Linked DNA regions of Mus musculus: regions 2 and 3 are each linked to region 1. Evidence: chromatin contacts called from public ChIA-PET and Hi-C data. All regions are on one chromosome and are shown on one strand. Each heading gives the region's core, a stretch centred on a gene start, on an enhancer-like site or on the middle of the called end of the contact. The rest is flanking DNA. Distances are from core to core; before and after follow the strand shown. Region 1 holds the start of Atf7ip (activating transcription factor 7 interacting protein). Region 2 overlaps Gucy2c (guanylate cyclase 2c). Region 3 overlaps Gucy2c (guanylate cyclase 2c).

What was found. A called contact is a pair of places that touch in the nucleus more often than the background predicts. ChIA-PET counts read pairs in DNA pulled down with a chosen protein or histone mark.
Region 2: an RNA polymerase II ChIA-PET map of memory CD8 T cells shows a contact between it and region 1, with 373 read pairs. The contact joins the enhancer-like site here to the promoter of Atf7ip in region 1. A contact is called at or near these places in 9 of 39 promoter capture datasets (the 3T3-L1 cell line, 3T3-L1-derived adipocytes, hippocampal neurons and 4 more), 6 of 484 Hi-C or Micro-C datasets (the N1E-115 cell line, cerebral cortex, cortical glia and 3 more), 4 of 115 datasets of contacts at active chromatin or transcription factors (the 230-238 cell line, forebrain, memory CD8 T cells and 1 more) and 1 of 9 other capture datasets (liver).
Region 3: a Hi-C map of bone marrow-derived macrophages shows a contact between it and region 1, with 4 times the contacts expected there. The contact joins the enhancer-like site here to the promoter of Atf7ip in region 1. A contact is called at or near these places in 4 of 484 Hi-C or Micro-C datasets (bone marrow-derived macrophages, cerebellar granule neurons, cerebellum and 1 more), 1 of 115 datasets of contacts at active chromatin or transcription factors (stem cell-derived neural progenitor cells) and 1 of 9 other capture datasets (liver).

The regions. Positions count from the first base shown.
Region 1 is chr6:136,516,888-136,521,190 of GRCm38.p6, reverse strand. Atf7ip (activating transcription factor 7 interacting protein) reads right to left here and starts at 2,340. Exons shown (of 15, transcript NM_019426.2): 1 at 2,228-2,340. Gm44140 (a long non-coding RNA gene) reads left to right here and starts at 2,438. Exons shown (of 4, transcript XR_001785394.2): 1 at 2,438-2,593; 2 at 2,699-2,742.
Region 2 is chr6:136,740,204-136,744,506 of GRCm38.p6, reverse strand. Gucy2c (guanylate cyclase 2c) reads left to right here. Exons shown (of 27, transcript NM_001127318.1): 10 at 480-591; 11 at 3,816-3,897. Among named protein-coding and RNA genes, the nearest start is that of Gucy2c, 39 kb to the left of the region's middle. Within about 2 kb of position 1,941, at least 61 of the 459 cell types and tissues checked have an H3K27ac peak or open chromatin away from gene starts, as enhancers often do. A contact at or near this core is called in memory CD8 T cells and second pharyngeal arch cranial neural crest, where this site is marked.
Region 3 is chr6:136,712,393-136,716,695 of GRCm38.p6, reverse strand. Gucy2c (guanylate cyclase 2c) reads left to right here. Exons shown (of 27, transcript NM_001127318.1): 20 at 651-742; 21 at 3,492-3,650. Among named protein-coding and RNA genes, the nearest start is that of Plbd1, 53 kb to the right of the region's middle. Within about 2 kb of position 2,400, at least 47 of the 459 cell types and tissues checked have an H3K27ac peak or open chromatin away from gene starts, as enhancers often do. A contact at or near this core is called in bone marrow-derived macrophages, where this site is marked.

The DNA of each region.
Region 1 (4,303 bases), core at 1,091-3,590:
GTGTGTACGTATTTATATGTATATATAGTGATAAATATTTATAGACTGATCTACCACAGCAAAAGTGAAGTTACAAACATCACCACAGTAGTTAAGGGCGATTAACACAATACTAAATCTTCATACTGTGGACGTGAAAATATTCCAACAGAGTACAAAATCAAGTAATTTTTAAAAAATAAAATTTTAATTTTATGACTTAAATCATTCCAGCCTGATTCTTTCTAAACTACATATCAGTGATTGTTCATACTTTGAGTAACATGTCTGTCTGTCTGTGTGTGTGTGTGTGTGTGTGTACATACATGCACAATGCTTCATTTAATTATAACCAAACTAAAATTTCAAACTTTTAGTACTTGTTTCTAAAATACTAAAGAATCAACCACTGACATTCAGACAATTCATTAATTTTAGTAAACTTAAAATTACATTTACCTTCTAAGAAATACAGCAAAACTGTCCCATCAATATTGAAATTGCATGTTATGTAATTTTCTAGTGCCTCTTATGATGCTCAATATTAACGCATGACACAATTACCCATGCATTCAAACAAAAATGTTAAGCTTAAATACATAAACTCAAATACTAGGAGTACAAAATGGGGTGAGGGGAAACCACCTCAGAAGCATCAAAGTCTCAAAAAGGCAGAACTGCCTTCATTCCTGGTACAAGACAGCAGAGGCTCAAGATTCCCATTACATCAACTTTAGACCTGCTAGCTACAGGAGGAGAAGACTTCCTTCCCCGTCCTTCCATTCCAGGGCATATGTCACAGCATTTAAAAAAAAAAAAAAAAAAAAAAAAAAAAAAAAAAAAACAGCCCAAAATGTTCCTTTCAATTATATCCTATTATTTCTAAGAGTATTTGTTTCGGGTAATAGAGATAGCCCAAACCAATCGACATTATAACAGCACTTAATTTGACAACAGACTGATTTAAACTTGGGTTACATAAGCAACCAAAAAAGCAACTATACATATGAATGACAGATGTTTATGAAAACACAAGTTTTTAGACTAGTAAGAAACAACGGGTAGAATAAGAAAATTATATTAAATTATACGTATACTGACCCAATGTGCTACATACAACTGACCTAATTGTGCTACATACAACTGAAATTTAGTGGCATCACAACTTTAATCAGTAGCACACCCATAGTTATTTTAAGAAACTAAAACCAGGACATATACACCTAAAACATATTTAAAGTGTACATTATACACATATACTACAGTGCACATATTTTTTTCAAAAACTCAAAATGTTTAATTGATTCCCTTAAATAAGGACCTCAATAGAACTTGTAATATTTGTAAAATTCTTCATCAAAAAATGATATAATAGCTTATACGTCATCCCAAAATAATGAGAAATCGTGTTCACTAATTTTCTTTAACATTTCTCTAACTGAAGAAACAGTAAAACTAAAAACATGAAAGACTCAAGTGTTTGGATTAAAACTTCATTGACTTTGGATGAAATGTTCCTTTTTAAAAAAAAAAATAATAAAGATGTAATACCTGAGAAAATTGAGATTTCAACTTAACTTGTACATCCTTTTCTTGTCCTCTCAAACAAATCAAAAATAAAAGTTTCTATTTTGTAAACATTGCACATCCAAAAGCGAACCGGTAAAAACAGGGTTAAAAATGTATTTACAAAAGTGCAGCTGAAGTAAATGCACTTCCCCCGAGAGCACCACTAGGTGCCGATCTTATCTCCCTAAATGGAACGCGAATCCAGAAATACCTAACTAAACGCGAAATTATAATCGAGAACCACAAGAGGCAATTTGTACCAAAATATCAAGTCTGCACCGGTGAAACCGTGAGAGAAATAAAGGATTTTAAGGTGCGGGTAGGTGTAAGACACGAGAGAAACGTTTTCCTCGGAAAATGTGAAAAGAAGAAGCACGAGACGAAACCCCCTCGAGAATGAGAAAATTAAATCTAGAACCCAAATGGCGTCCAACAAGAACATTAGCTCTTGAAAATGAATATTGCGCCTGCGCAGCCACCGCCCGGCCAGCTGCTCAACTGCAGCTAGAGCCCGACCCCACGCGATCACGTGCTCCCATGCAGCGCCCGCCCGCAGCTTCGCAACCGCGCAGGCGCACACTCAACTCCCGCAGCCGCCATAATGCGGTCTTGACTCTTCCGAAATACAATAGTCATTTCTCCGACAGTGGTTAGAACAGCCCCTGGCACTCGCGTATACCTTCGGGGGCGGGAGGTGAGAGCCTGGGACCCGAGTTCCTTCCTACGCAGCCGTCCCGTGCAGCCGTCCCGGACGCTGCCGTCTCAGCCGTGCGCTCCACTCGCCGCCACCGCAGATTCAAAAACAAACCCGCTTCTCCCCAGCACGCGCCGGGGCCGTTATGCAAATAGATGGGGGCGGAGCTTCGTGGGCACACTATGTACTCCACCCACTGAGCGATCGGCCAATGAACGTGCGCGATGCCTATTCTCCATGCAAATCTCCTGGTTTTTTATTTGAATGAGGGATTTTTGGCCACGCCTCCTGCCTTGAAATTGTAGCCCGTCTGCGGTGGTGGCGCTGCCGTCTTTTCGATCGCATCCGGAGGTGATTTTTTTTTTTTCCGGTTGGCTCTTTTCTTTTTTATCCTGGAGGTGATTGGGGTTTTTTTTGTTTTTTTTTTAATTTTTTTATTTTTTTTTTTGCATGGAGATTCCTCAGTGGCCACCCCTCCATGAGACTTGAGAAAAAAAAAAGTAGGTGTTTAAAAAGCGAAAAGATTTTTCCATAAGTCTAGAGAACCTAGAGTACGGTAATTTATTCGAAAAAAAAATTTTTTTTAATTTTTATCTTTTTGTTTTGTTTTGTTGATGAAGATTCGTGCAGTTTAACTCAGTCTAGCCATTGAACTTGCCACGTAGCCCACACTGGTCTGGAATTTGAAATCTATCGGCCTCAAACTCTGTCAAAGTGTTACAGGTATCACTTAAAGTTCACTAAGTTAATTGTGTTAATCATCAAGATGTGGAGATGAACATCTTTTGGGGGGATATCCTGTAAGAGAGCAAGCAGTACCAATCATGCCTTCACACCTCATAAATTCACGTGTCGCTTAAATAGAGACAGTAATCACTGTTCCGACAAATTGAGAGAAGCTAGAATGAAGAAAAGATTCTAAATATGTTTTGTAAATCAGTAAGAGCCAGAAAAATAATATTAGGTGGAATCCCTTAAACTTAATTTTCTCCCTTTAAGTATTTGTTCAATAGTAACTTAACCAATCAAAAAGTTAAGTAGCTGTCAGTGCTGAGGAAATCTACACTCCCATGGGCAGCTGTGGCTCAATTCCCAGAAGCACTCAGGGAGATGAGGCAGGTCTTGAGAGAACAAGGACAACCTGGGGCCACATGCTCCCAGATCATCTAGAGCTTGAGACTCTCTCTCCAAAGAAGCTCACAGCTTTCATTATTGTCCTGTACTTGACAATTCAACTAGGACATTAAACAGGCAAACCCAAGGAAATTGAAATTCAAGAAACAACTTCTGGGGTCATAAAATGTGATACAGTGTCCAGGCAAATCTAAGACTTGAAGGCCAGCCTGGTTTACAGATCTAGTTTCAGGATACCCAGGGCTATATAGAGAAACCCTGTTTCCAAAAAAGGGAAAAGGAAAAAGGTAAGTGTTTTTAATAGATGTATTTAAGATTCTAGATTGATTTTGAGTTGAAAGAGAGAATATCTAGAATAGACTTGACTTAATCTAACAAGAGGCCTTGAAAGGGGAAACACCCAGCTGAGTGTGGTGCCACCCACACTTGGGTGGCAGCAGTAAGTAAGCCTGTCTCTGTGAGGTTAAGCCAGCCTGGTCTACAGAGTGAGTTCTAAGACATCCTTGACTACACAGAGAAACCTTGACTCAAAAAAAATAAATAAATAAATAAAAGAAGGAAGGAAGGAAACAGAAGAGAAAGGAAAAGAAAGGTGGAAGAGGAAAGGAAGGAAAGAAAGAAGAAAAGGAAGAAAACATCAGCTCCATGTTCCTGCTCCAGCCCCAGAATTCCTGTGACAGACCTGGGCATGTTGATTAGAGGCAGATTGGTAGGACATTGTACTAAAGCCATGGAGTGTGGAGAACTCAGGGACCTGTTACGTAGAAACTAGAGAGACAAGAATGTTGAGAGCAGTGCAGACGACAGTGGCCCAGCTTGTGACGTTTCAGAGGGAAGCAAAGACTCTACCAGGCCATTTGTGTGAAGAATCTGTGGTTTAAAATGAGCTCGAGCTGAAGAACCAGCTGTGATAAACAAGAGACCAGA
Region 2 (4,303 bases), core at 692-3,191, 220 kb before region 1:
ACTCAGGGTAGGTATCAATAGAGAGTTGATAAGCCACACCCTAGCATACAGGCTAATTTTGACCTTCTATATATGCAACTATAGGTTCTATCCTTCAGACTCAAGTCTCTAAATGTAAATTTCCCATGGAGAATATTTTGAGGGAAGGATAGTGACTGTAGAAGGTAGCCCTGTTTCAAACATATTGCACACAGCATTGTCAATACCTAGAGCACTAATTCAAAGATAGCCTGTAATAATGTTTCCATTAGCAGATAACGTCACGTGAAGGCTTTATTCATAGAGGCTTAATTAACAACTGGTAATGATGGCTCATATCTGTAATCCCAAAATTTGGGAAGCTGAGGCAGGAGGATTAAGAGATCGAGATCACGTCCCCAAAGCCACACACACACACACAGTCAGCCTCATCACACATTGCTCTAAAATGTTCTCATGATTTTCTTTTCTTTTTGCCTTTGTTTATGGCTCCAACACAGTACAAGGTTCTTATGAAGTATGACACCCACAAAAACAAAACTATTCCGGTGGCTGAGAACCCCAACTTCATCTGGAAGAACCACAAGCTCCCCAATGACGTTCCTGGGCTGGGTAAGCCGTTCTTGCTGAGTTTCCTTCTCTCGATGTGGTTTCCGCGCAAGCTGTAGGCAGTTAGCTTGTTTATCTTTTCTTCTCATCTTGCCTAGACTCTCCAGGTTTGTGGCTGGGTTTTACAAGCCCAGTGAGTTCTGGTTAGACCCATCCACATTCGAACCCTGTCTTGAAGATGGTTTCCATATAAGCGGGACCCCCTAGAAAACAAAGTCAGAAAATCAGCAAAATTGAATAGACATAAAAATGTGTACTTTATCCTGTTACTGCTACAGACTCAATGTTTTAAGCAAGGAATATTTGCTGGATCTCACCTCTCCTCAGCTTTGCTCAGCACCTCAGGAAAGGATCTGTCTAGCCCTGTGTGACGCCTGCACGGTACTCACGCCACATTTGCTTGTTCATGTGTCTTTTTACAACATACTGTACAAGATTGGGGTCTAATAGTCACTGATACCTGTTGCTGAAGCATACTGCACTGGAATAATTGAATAATTATGTATTCAATTATTCAATATATTCAATACATTCAATATGTAATTTATTCTATATAATCTACAATATATATTGTAACATTAATATCATAAGAATATATAATGTTATATAATATTATTAAATATAATATAGTGATATATTATATTATATTAATTACACACACACACACACACAAACACACACACACACACACACACACACTGGACCCAGCACTAAAACCATTAATTTAGATGAAAAGGCAGGTCCAGGGTAGCATAGCCAAAGACAATTGCGTTAACATGAGTCAGTTTGCTTTGATTACAACTAAAAGCTTTCTCCTCTAGCAAAGCAGCCTGTTTACCGAGTTCCCTCCAGCCCTACTGTCCTAGGACTTAGAAATCACCCTGCTGTTCACTGTACATTCTTTGAGAAGCCGGCAGAATGCAACAACCAGAATAGCCACTAGAGGGCACAGATGGTTTGCCTTAGAAGTAGCCTGAACCTGACTTAACAGAGAAGCAAAATGAAAATGCGGTTGAATTTTAAACAACTGCATTTAGCCAGGTGGCTCACATCTGTAATCACAGTGTTGGGAATACCGAAGGGAATATTACCATGAGTTGAGGCAATCCTCGGCCACAAAATGAGATCCAGGCCAGCCTGGACTACTGAGTATGACCCTGTCTAAACAACAATGAACTGATTTCATTTAAATAGCATGTTTAAATATCTAATTATGGTCATTATGTCTAGCACAGGGGGTGCTCATTATGTAGGCAGGTAGGGACTGAAATGACCTGAGTGGCTCAGACTCATGCTCTGGCATGGGGGTGTATGATGCCACAGTGTGGAGTTGTATTTTTTCTACAGACTTCCTCTTTGTCTGGGGCTAGGGGTGTGTTACGGTGGCAGTGTGTGATGGTGGTAGGCATGGTGGAAGTACTGTATCCATCAAAAGAAATGTGGTCACGACATGACTTCATGACAGTCTCATGATGGTCATGACATGACGTCACGATGTCATGATGGCATGAGCCCTGAGGTGGGAGCACTTTCCTGCCTAGGTGAGAGGCGAAACAAAGTCACTTAGAAAGCCAGGTGACAGGCAACCCCAGGGCAAAGCTTGCCAAGCAGCCCTCATGGAAATGTGCTACAGTTTTATCGCATGCTAAGCTTCTGCTTGGGACGGAGCAGGGGAGGGATGGGGCGTGGCGGGGCGAGGGACTGGGGGCAACAGAGGGTCAGCGGGTGGGGGAGGAAGAAGGAAGAGAGAGAGAGAACATGAGAAAAGTTTAGGATACAGTATGATTAAACAAAAACATTACAAGATGTGTGATAAGTTTACAGTAGAGGAGGGTCTTAGTATATTTTCATATTGGGGCATCTTTTTCTTGTCTCGGTAAAATAAAGAGGATCAAACTTTTATTCAAAGCTTTCAGCCATTTAAAAATCAATAATTTACTCATGGTGGGTACAGGCTGGCTGGTAGACAACCGAGCTGTGCCTTCAAGGGTCTTGAGTGTCCCCCCATGCTGTGTTAGAGACTCCTGGGGGTGGAGGGGGAGGGAGTGGAACTTTAATGAGAAATCTGTTCATCTTTTCTTGGAGTAATTTCATTAAGTACTTGGAAGTGACCTCCAGTCTTTAAAAAAAAAAAAAAATTTGAACACTTTCCCTATTTGAGCATTTGTTTGCGCGTGCTCTCTCTCTCTCTCTCTCTCTCTCTCTCTCTCTCTCTCTCTCTCTCTCTCTCTCCCTCCCTCCCCTCCCTCCCTCCCTCCCCTCCCCTCTCTCATGCAACTCTCTCCTCTCTCCTTGTCCTTTTTACCATATCCCTTTGTCTTCCAGCTCCTTACACATTTTGCTTCTCACTTTGAGTCATCCTTTCATGGAGCGTACTTACTTCCTGCCAGGTGGGGAAGCTCTGCACACACGTGAGCCAGAATGAGCCTGCGAGGGTTTTTACTGCTGTGGCTTCTGACACTGAACTTGTCCCTTACGTCCTTGGACGTCCCTCCAGTGTTTCCTCGGATTACACTCCCATTTTCCTGAACTCCACTTGTTGTTCTGAAAATCTGTGAATGGAAGACTTCTACTCAAACTATGCGCGCGCGCACACACACACACACACACACACACACACAAGATTCATTCACTCTAACACAGTCAAGTTATTGCTTTCCCTCAATAATAGAAATCTTGGAGAGGAATAGTATACAGCACTGTGGTTTAATATTCTAATTGGCTTTCTTACAGTATGCATCCAGCATTTAAACATAGCCATCTCTTTCTTTCTGCATAGAACCTCTTTAGACACACAGATCTAGAGAATATCATGTAGGCTTATCTCCCTTCAAATTATGTGTTGGAAACCACTTAATGTTCCTATGACAGTAGTGGTTTTGGTTAGAAATAAGGAGCTACATGGCTGTGCCTAGTGGCATGTACCTATAATTCTAGCACACAGGGGGATCATAAGTTTTAGGGCAACTCTGAGCTACTTAGGAAGAGGAGAGAGGGGAGGGGAGGGGAGGGGAGGGGAGGGGAGGGGAGGGGAGGGGAGGGGAGGGGAGGGGAGGAGCAGAGCCTGCAGATGCTGGATGCATAGCACCAATAAAAGATTAATCAAAAAATGTTTTTCAAAAGGGCTCTTCCCTCTCCTGTCCTCGGGCTTCATTTCACCAGGCGGGGCTCTGGGACGCATTTGTGCTGTGGCCCCGCTAATGCACACCCCTTCCTTCTCTGCACAGGCCCTCAAATCCTGATGATTGCCGTCTTCACGCTCACGGGGATCCTGGTAGTTCTGCTGCTGATTGCCCTCCTCGTGCTGAGGTACCTCCTTCCCACAGGCTTGCCCTCCAGATGGGGACGGGAGAAGGGGACAAGCCTGGTGTCCATTGGCGGTGCTTGATGAAAAAGGCAGACCTGGGATCTAGAAGGCACTCTACTTCAAAAGCGGGGTCAAAAGCAGAAGCCGATATGTGTAGATCAGAACCCTGGCATTGAGGCACAGGATTCAGATCGAAGCTCTGGCCTCTGCCCCTGTGAGTCTGTGTGCTCAGGCTAGTTCTGCTGAGTGTTGGGAAGACTGCAAACATGCCTTGTGTCCAGCTAGCCACGTTATGAGCAGTGTCTAACTAGCTATCTTCAGAGATCTACTGGTATATTGTGAAAGATTGAAGATTCATCATACAGTATAGTGTGGAGCCTAGGAGAAGCTTAGAAACCGCCCGTGCCA
Region 3 (4,303 bases), core at 1,151-3,650, 200 kb before region 1:
GGGGCCTGAACACAAGAAGTTTCCTTTGTGGTCCTCGAGGGAGTGACTCCCAGCTGCAGCTGAGATTAGCAAACCATCAAGGTTTGTTCTTATGTACACCCATTTGCTTTGTTTCCACTGAGGCACATTAGTTTTTGTTTGTTACAGTGTGTGTGCGTGTGCGTGTGCGTGCGTGCGTGCGTGCGTGCGTGCGTGCGTGCGTGTGTGTGTGTGTGTGTGTGTGTGTGTATGTGTGTGTGTATTAACCTGCTAAGGCATCTCGCCAGCCTAAACCTCATTATTTTTTACCCTCCCTGACACATAAACACCACATGTTCTTGTAGAGCCTTTAATGTCTTCCATAAACACCAGCCTCATTCAAATTGTTACCACTTTTTAAGGAAGTGCATTCCAAAGACTGACTGGGTGTGGTAATGTCAGCAGCGGAGTCTACAACATGAAAGGAAGTGAGCTGGAGACTGGTTCTCATAGTCACTGTGGCAGATCCTTGCGAAATATCCCCCACCTTGTTCATACCCATCACGGAGGACAAAATGAGGCTCAATCCTGGAGTGTAGCACACACAGCCCACCTCCACCCCCGAGCTAAGCCCCGCCCACTTCATCTTCGCCCCGTCTATCTAATAAGCCCCGCCCACTTTGTTTTCGCAGGTCTATCTACTTGTCAAAAGCTGTTGGGAGGAGGATCCAGAAAAGAGGCCAGATTTCAAGAAAATCGAGAGCACACTGGCCAAGATATTTGGGTATTGCTAACATTTTTACTTTCCCTCCCAATTTTGATTTTTTTTTTTTTTTTTTTTTTTGGTTTTTCGAGACAGGGTTTCTCTGTATAGCCCTGGCTGTCCTGGAACTCACTTTGTAGACCAGGCTGGCCTCGAACTCAGAAATCCGCCTGCCTCTGCCTCCCGAGTGCTGGGATTAAAGGCGTGTGCCACCACGCCCAGCCCAATTTTGAATTCTTTAATGGTGATTGGATAGTTGACATTTAGTGCTACCACGGAATGAAAATGTTTGTGCCAATAAAATTCTCAGGCTATAACCAACACCTGTCACATAAAATGCAAATGATTCAGAAGTAAAAAAGACCACTTCTCAGGGACATGCTCTCATAAAGTTAAACACTCAGGGACAAAATACATCATAATATATCATACTTTTTATCATTAAAAATAGTTTCCAGAGGCAAGAAAGATGGTTCATCAGTTAAGACACGCACTGTTCTTGCAGAGGAACCAAGTTTGGTTCCTATAGCCCACATCAGGAGACTCACAACTGCCTGTGACTCCAGCTCCAAGAGATAGGATGCTTCTGGCTTCCTGGGCAGCTGCATCCAGGAGCAGTGTTCCTCCAGTACACACACTTAAGCTAATAAGTCTGAAAAAGACATAGTTTCTAAGAGAACCTTAAAGTTGGGGTGCATGAGGAGGTAGGGAGGATTTGGGAAGAATTAACAGAGAAGAAAACATGTATGAAACATATTTTAATTAAATGCATAATTTCCAGACTTCCAGACCCTTCTGGAAGTCTAACCTGGGTCCTGGGATTCTATAATGCTCCTGGGTAATATATGTATATATATATATATATATATATATATATATATATATATATATATATATATATATATATATATATATATATACACACACATATAGGGGGGTTCTTGCATGTATGTCTGTGTGCCTTGTGCATGCAGTGCTCACAGAGGCCAAAAAAGGCATCAGACCCTGGGGTTGAAGTTACAGACAGTTGTGAGCTGCCACAAGGGAGCTGGAAAATCAAACCCAGGTCCTCTGGAAGAGCAGTCAGTGTTCTTAACCACTGAGCCATGTCTCTGGGCCCAGATGGGTAATTCTTAACATTAGAAAGTTCTTAATATTTTTAAGATCTAGCTTTTATTTTTAATTCTTTGTATATGTGTGGGTTTGTGTACCTGTGCGCAGGCACCCGGATTCCCTAGACCTGAACTTGGATCTGTAAGTCCCCTGACATAGGTCCTAGGAGGTGACCGAGGGTCCTCTGGTAAGGCAGGATAGGTTCTTATGAACCATCTCTCCAGCCACCAAGGTCAGCAAGCTTTAAAGATCTCCAAAATCACCAGCTATGGCCCCAGACACTTTAGATTTGTTTTCTGAATCACTAGAGCCTTCGTGTTCAAAATGGGTGTTATATCCCATGATCCAGCGATACCAAATCCTCGATGCTGTGTGCTTTTAGATAACACACTACAGATGGGAAAGGGACAGTGACTGGAGAACTGAGAAACCAAGCACCAAGGAAGACATAATGCTGGCTTGCTGGGAACAGAGGGCAAATCAACACACACACACACAGACATGCACACGCACATGCAGACGCAGATGCAGGCTACCAACTTCCTCATTCATGAAACTGGAGTGAGCTGGGTGGTTTCTAAACTTCCTTCCATCTCTGACTTTCTGGAGGTGTCCTTAGGCCCTAAGATTCAGACACCTGCTGAGGTGAGAAGCCAAGGCAGAGATGGGAGCCATGGTCTGATTGGCAGAAGTGTGCACTGTTTGAATAGAGCAGGAACTAGCAACAGATTCAATTCTCGCCTTTTCACTCCTCCCCTGGCTGTCACCGAGGTCAGATGGGACAGTGCAGTATCAGTGACAGGGACTCTCATGGAGATAGATCATGGGCCCCTGGTCTTTACCCTTGACTCTGGTGGGTCTCAAACATGGCTGTTCATTTGAGATTCCCCAAGGAGCTTTAAGAAACACTGGCACCTTAATTCTGCCCTAGAGCATTTGATGTAACAGGGCTAAGGTGTAACTTAGCGGGAGTTTTAATAATTCCCTAGGTGACGAAGATCCATAGTTAAGATGGGGAAACTTTTAATTGAATCCATTCATTTCCACCTCCCCTGTGCTTGCTCCTGATCCCATTCTGCCTAACGAACCTTTACTGCTGGGGTCAAGTAAGAGCCCTTGGGAGCTTGTTATAAAAAAAGTTCTGTCTCTTGGGACTGTGGAGATGTCAACAAGACTAGTCACCTGAGTTCATACCCAAAACAATGATGGTGTCCTCAAACCTCCTTCAAACCCATACTATGACACACACACTCTCTCTCTCTCTCTCTCACACACACACATACACACAAACACACACAATAAACATACACAGAGACACAACATACACATAAACACACACACAGAGACACACAGAGACACAACCAGTCTCTCATACACATATACAGAGAGAGAGGCACAGAGACACACACACATACCAAACACAGAAACACACAGACACACACTCACTTATACAAAGCAAGCCTACACCGTCTGAGGGCAGAAGTGGGAACTTGTCAATGACGTAATCACGATGGCAGAATGGCTGTGGGATCTCAGAACTTTTTTCTATGTCTTAGCATGTTATAAACATTATCTTTAACATACACAACATCATGAGACCCCCCTCACACCCCTTCCCAGTGATGTGTAAAAATCCTTCATCTGTTACCACCTGCAGCCTTTTCCATGACCAGAAAAACGAGTCTTACATGGACACCTTGATCCGACGTCTCCAGCTGTACTCTCGAAACCTGGAACATCTGGTGGAGGAAAGGACTCAGCTGTACAAGGCGGAGAGGGACAGGGCTGACCACCTTAACTTCATGCTCCTCCCACGGTAAGGCCAGCCACCTGTAAACATGGCTTCCCGTGATTCCACAGCCAGGCTCCCAGCTGAAACCTTCAACGTGGCCGCCTCTCCCCATTGCTGGTTTTGTTCTGCATTTGGTTTGGCCTTTGGTTTGTTTGGGGCAGTCTAGGGTGGTTTCCTTTTATAGACCCTTCAGGGTTCAAAATGCTTGAACCTTGCTGAACCTCCTGATTTCACTCTGAATTCCCAAAGCAAAGAAGTTACTGTGAGGATTATGGACTGAGTAGAGGGCTGTGAGTTCTAATATCTCATTAAGTCTACATTCTGCCTTCAGGCAAACTGCTGTCCGTCTGTCCTCAGACTCAGCATGGAAACTCAAGTCTGCCGCATGTGCTGTGTGAACGCTCTCTGAGGCTCTCAGGCATTCAGTGTTGGTGTCTTTGCTTTTCTTCTTGACATCACAAGCAAAGTCCAAGTCACAAGAACTAGAAGTTGTCTGTGGGCGACGAGGCAGGTGTCTTGCCATCAGACCATCTATGAGCGAACTTCATGAAACATAGTCAGGACAGAAGAGAAAGGGCATTAGGACTGAAATCCCCAAAGAGCTTAATGTTTTCAGAACACTGTCATTCGAATAAGTTCCCCCGGAATGTTAAGATAAATGAGGAATCACAATGTGA